2 separate regions of the Callithrix jacchus genome follow, and region 1 is linked to region 2. A link is a contact called in public Hi-C data. All regions are on one chromosome and are shown on one strand. The core of a region is the stretch at or near the end of the contact, and the rest is flanking DNA. Distances in the headings are between cores, read along the strand shown. Region 1 overlaps BTRC (beta-transducin repeat containing E3 ubiquitin protein ligase). Region 2 has its middle 57 kb from the start of BTRC.

Region 1 (2,756 bases), core at 153-2,652, 150 kb after region 2:
CTTAACATGAAATATATTTTGATTCAGTTTAACTCTAGGCATTCTAACTTGTAAAAATGGCCCTTAACAGAAAAATACATATGTATCATCACTTGATTTATGGAATGTGTATGTGTGCATATAAAACCAGTTCAGTAACAGAATAGTGCTATTGGTTACCGTTCTGAGCATTTAAAATGATCACTCTCCACTTGATCACACTAAATATAAAGAGACAAGTATTTAGCATAGAAAAGTTTTCATTTCTTCTGTGTATTTCTTCATTATTAAAATGTTTATATATACCATTATTTTGTAGGCCAATTTGTTTTTCATTGTGAGATTGAGGTACTTAGATTTCTTATACAAATAGCTCTCACTAAAATGACTAGCACATGTAATTTGTACTTTTTATATTGTCCTTAGGGACATTTTACTGATTTAGAAAATCCTTTTGACATCATGTAGATGTAAGGCTTTACAGATAACATGGCCTTCACAACTAGCCACAACTCCATTCAATTCACATAGAGTATCTTTTATTTGCCAATTACTGTACAAAGTATTTGGCATAAATTAAGATTCAGACTCTCAAGGAGCTTATAGTTATTTGTTATACATGTATTAAGTACTTATGTACCAGTCATTATGTATATAAATTATTAGTATTGATAACCAGTAGTCATATGTATTTTTTTCCCATTGATTGATCTTAGGGGTCTGGCCTAGTAGCAGTCCCAAGGAAATGGTATACTTATGTTCATATCAGATATATCTCATCTCAACAAAAAAGTGATCATGGATATTTCAGACTAGTCTATGTCTTAAATGGTTTTCTCTCTGCCTTTACATACCTTCTAAGAAAATAGTGATGTTTGTGATAGGGCTACATGTAGCTTAAAAAGAGATGATAATATTTGTTACAGTGCCTCCTACTGGTAGATCATGGATTTTCAATCCTTGTCTTCAGAATTGGTAGTTCCCACTCATGATTTGGTAGTTAGTTTGGGGCTTCTGCTTAGGATATAACTGAGAAAGAGTCTGTTGCATACAAGGTATAAAGCGCTTCTTTAAACAGTGTATTTCTAGAACCTAAATTGTCCTGGGACCAGCTCTTGATATAAAAATTCATAGAAACCTGTTTTTCACAGAGTGTGGTAACTCCTTGCCATAGTGCTGTAGTGTTAAAATTCACATTGGCCAGGTTGTTCTGTAAATTAAACACTGACAGCTACCCTCAGGGGAACAGCCAATGTATTTATGATGATGTGCTGATTACACAAAATACACTGCAAGCAGAAAACAGCTGCAGAGAATAAACCTCTTAAAAAGAATACAATTACAAATAGCACCCTCAGTATTTCTGGTGGTGAGTGTAGAATACAGCATGCTAATGTAGGTTTCTTACTTAGTCTGCCTGAAAACAAAAAGTCTGAAGGAGATAAGTTAAATTATGGTTGAATGCACATGTGGTGCCAGTGAACAAATTTCCTTTCTGAAGAGCATGGCTGTAAGTGCACAGATTTCAGGTGTGGAGTAGTCTAACTACCCTCCCCCATTCTGTTAGTCGGTTTTATTAGTGGTTTTCTCATATACAGTAGGGCATGGCCTTGAGGTTATAGGGGTTCTAGACATTTGAAAGATATTACACAATGAATGGGGCAGGAGGGTAACTAAATTGTGGTTACCAATTTCTGGTAAAAACTCGATATGTTAGGATTTAGTTATCAATATTTCATTTGAAGATACAACTATACATTTTCAGTGTTATTAATGGCATTGAAGATGTGTGCCCTTGGAATTCATAAAAGGAGTCATGACTCTGTGGTAAGATCTTTCTGATTTCTTAGATTCGGTTTTTCAGGAATAATTGTATTGCAGGACATTGGAATAGTGAGGCGATTGTATATTTGTAGGAATATCAGCTCTCAAATATGTCCCTTTTCATTCCTACATCTTACAGGTAAGAAGATTAGAAAAAAAATTTAGTTTTCTCTGTTTGAGATTCTCTCTGTTAGAGCTTAGGGTCAGTATCTATAAAATATATTTCAACTGCTGAGCATGCTAGCTTCTGTTTAAATCAGTAGAAAATATGTTGATCTTTCAAGACATAAATTTACTCAAGCCAACTGTAAGGTATAGCGGAGGGACATAGTGATTGGAAACAGTTCACTTCACCCGCCTGAAACTAAGAATCAACTCTTCAGTATATGGATCACTGGTATGTAGTGATCGACTATTATTGGTCTGTCTGTTGGTCTCTTTTAAAATCGGTTTGGAACCTCCTGGAGTTATTTTCTTGCTCTACTGACATCAATCCCATGTGGCAGAGGAGTTGTGTATAATCGCTTTGGTTTAATCAATAGAATAATTGATAAACCAGATAAGATTTAAACTGATTATAGCCCCAACAGAATTCCCCAGAGGCCTTGGACTCTCTTAATTTTGACATGTGTGTTGTGTACCCTGAGGATGAAGTGCAGTTTGAATTATCTGCTTTTATTTGCTTAATGACGGGGAGGGTGTTAAAGTCAAATGTTTAATTAACCCAGCAATGGGCTGCGTTGTCACTTACACACAGCTGATTGAGATATCTCTTGGAGAATACTGAATAGGAATGATAATGTGGCACTGGGACGGAAGATTGCTTTTTCAATCCATTTGCTGGGTCACTGCTTTGAATGTCTTATTGGATGAAAGGCATTCAGCCTGGAGAAAAAATTCAGCATTTAAGTACATTTTTGTTCTCTTCCCGCCTCTAACCCACTCCCCCTGCT
Region 2 (2,951 bases), core at 78-2,577:
TTGAACAGGATGGCGATGAGAACATGAGTGCACGTGTATGCATGTGTGTGCATGCACATGTGCTCACTTGGACATTGCACACCCAGGGAGTAAGGGACGCCATTCAAGGAATCGCACTTGGTCTCACCTTGCCATCCAGTTTATGAAATTGACATTTGTTAGAAAAATAAGGGAACAGCCAGAGAAGTGGCTTCCCACAACAGGAAGGACACTTCTCCAGGCTTTATGAAGATGGGCTTTGGGAAATCATTCCTCCAGGATCATCTGCCCGATAAGCCATCATAGAGGACTCAGGGAAATGGGGGGTTAAAGGTACTGGAAAACAGAGCCACATATCATTCAACCATTTATTGAAATTCAGAGTCTGTCCTTTCCCTCTTGCTATGTAGAGGCCAGATAGAAGTAGGCCACAAAGGAGAATGAACCTTTGAAAGGTGGCTACTCTGCTTCTGGGAGGCAAAGGAAGCCAGCAGAAGCTGGGAAGTTAAAGTCGAGGTACAGAAGCCAAGCTTAGCAGAGGAGTATTTCCAGCCTTAGCAACAAAGCCAATCTTAGCTGTGTGATGGAGGTGAGAGTCACTTCACCTCTCTGGGCTTCAGGTTCCTTATCTGTAAAAATGAGAAAAATTAAGATTTCTTTCCGTTCTAGTTTCTGTGATTCTAAACTGATGAGTGAGTATGTTTGGAGAGCCCAGGTTTAGGATGAAAGAAGGAATTTCAGGGCTAAAGATCCAGACTCTTCCAAGAGGGATGAAGAGAGATAATTGCAGGGCCCGTGGGGCCTGACATTCCTCAGAGGACTGTTGGTAACTGGGAACCTGCCAGGGCCAGGACAAAACGGAGCATAAAATCAGCCCGGCCCTGGGGCAGAGAGAAGGCAGGGATGGGTCTAGAAAGCATGCTACCTAAATCATCTCAAACTCAAACTCTCTCTCAGAATCTAGCTCACACAGCCCATAGATCATGGGTAGAGACTCCAAGTAGCCAGGCAGGTGTCAATCAACCCAGGCAAATATGTGCCCGCTCATGTTCTGTGCTTTGGAAGGGAATGAATGGGAAGTGAGGGTCTTTGGTTTGTTTCCCCAGAGTTTCCTAATACAGTTTCCTGCTTGAGAAATGTTAGCATCACCTTGGCTGTCAGGATGGAGAAGGGATCAGGACGCCCCTAGTGGTGGAGACTGGTGGTTGGTAGAGGCAGCACCCCCTCCAGACTTGCTAGAGGAGCACAGGATAAAGTGTGAAGCAGCAGGAGAGAGGCCCAGGGGCACAGAGCCTAATAATGGAGTCAATTCCTCCGCCCTGTCTTGACTCAGGGCAAGATGAAACAGGGCAAGTGACCAGGGACAGTTGGAGCAGAAAGCTGCCTTGGAGGATAAATCCCTAGAGGGGAAAGACTAGAAGCCCAGAGCAGCCAGCAGGCAGCAGGCAGGGGAGAAAGGGTGAGAAGGGAGGGAAGATATCCCTTTCCACGGATGTGCCTTGGCCCCCGCCCAGGCAAAGAGGGGCAGATTTTCCGTCTTGTCCCAAGCCCCTGCATCTGCCACCTTGTTTACCTCGTGCCTATTTATAGTTGCAAACTCCAAGCCTGGCATGGGACTCTGCGATTTATATGACTATAAACCTTCAAAGGGCACTGAGGGCTGGCAGGGAATGGATAAAGACAGAGGCAGGCCTCCCAAGGTCAAAATGCTCATTCTCCCACCCCCACTAACCTGACATCCTACCTACTGACAAGAGGTCATAAGGCCAGGCTCAGGCAAATAAGAGAGTGGGTAGGAAGCCACAGTAGCCTCTGACTCTTCCTACTCTGAACCTGTCCAGTTTGGGATTTAGAGCAAGCAGAGCACGTCCTGGGTCCTGGGTCCTGGGTCCTGGAACATGGTCGGGGGGAAGAAGAAAAATAGAGCAAGACAGAGAAAACTGATTTGGTCTCCCCAGCCCCGCTTGGGAGGGGATAGGGAAGCTCAGTGTGGGAGAGCAGATCTCATCAAGGGGCAACTGAATTTGGAGAGAGTGGGTGAGTCCAGGCTTTTGAGGGAGAGGGGAAATGGGGATCAGCAGCCCAACTCCCACCCACCCCATCCAGTTAATAGCAGAGGGGAAGAAGAATTATACCTGGAGCACTCCTGGCCTCTGGCTTCCTTCAGGGGTTGCCTTCGGAGGCCTGAGTGGCCCACTTTTTATTCAGGGAAGGGTGTGCTGGTTTACCCAATGCCTGGGCGCCCAGTCACCATGGAATTCTGCAAATGCAGCTCATAGCCTAGATCCTTCCTTTTAGACGCACCCCATCCTCAGCCTCTGGAGGACCCTCTGCTTCAATTCATCTCCCTGTTGAACTCCAACCCCCCATGTATACTCACCTTACTGCTCCCCACTAAGTGCCCCTTGCTTTGCCCCTGCCCTCTCAGCTGTCTATCACAGCCTCTTAACGTGCTCTTCCCCCCAAGCCTGCCACACCGGTCACCACTCCATGATTTGTCATATATAGCCCAGCTCTGTGTGTGCATGCATGCATGTTTGTCGGCGCATGTGTAAGAATGTGCCAAACAGGTATGAACATGAAGGAGGGGGGAAACCCAGAATGGCTTTGTCCTTGACTTTGTTGCTATTTTCCCATCAATCTCCAGGCTGCTGTACTGGACTTGGGAAGGGGAAATGCCCCGCTTTTTTTTTTGAGACAGAGTTTTGCTCTTGTTGCCCAGGCTGGAGTGCAATGGCACAATCTCAGCTCTGCCTCCCAGGTTCAAGCGATTCTCCTGCCTCTGCCTTCGGAGTAGCTGGGATTACAGGCATGCACCACCACAACTGGCTAATTTTTTTATATTTTTAGTAGGGATGTGTTTCTCCATGTTGATCACGCTGGTCTTGAACTCCCGACCTCAGGTGATCACGCTGGTCTTGGCCTCCCAAAGTGCTAGGATTACAGGCGTAAGCCATTGCACCTGGCCAATG

What was found. Hi-C and Micro-C count contacts between places; a contact is called where the count stands out from the background.
Region 1: a Hi-C map of skeletal muscle shows a contact between it and region 2, with 4 times the contacts expected there. The contact joins two enhancer-like sites. A contact is called at or near these places in 3 of 3 Hi-C or Micro-C datasets (induced pluripotent stem cells and skeletal muscle).

The regions. Positions count from the first base shown.
Region 1 is chr12:94,400,554-94,403,309 of calJac240_pri, forward strand. The region is part of intron 1 of BTRC (beta-transducin repeat containing E3 ubiquitin protein ligase); the gene reads left to right. Among named protein-coding and RNA genes, the nearest start is that of BTRC, 93 kb to the left of the region's middle. Within about 2 kb of position 1,403, at least 1 of the 16 cell types and tissues checked has an H3K27ac peak or open chromatin away from gene starts, as enhancers often do. A contact at or near this core is called in skeletal muscle, where this site is marked.
Region 2 is chr12:94,250,279-94,253,229 of calJac240_pri, forward strand. No RefSeq gene overlaps it. Among named protein-coding and RNA genes, the nearest start is that of BTRC, 57 kb to the right of the region's middle. Within about 2 kb of position 1,328, at least 2 of the 16 cell types and tissues checked have an H3K27ac peak or open chromatin away from gene starts, as enhancers often do. A contact at or near this core is called in skeletal muscle, where this site is marked.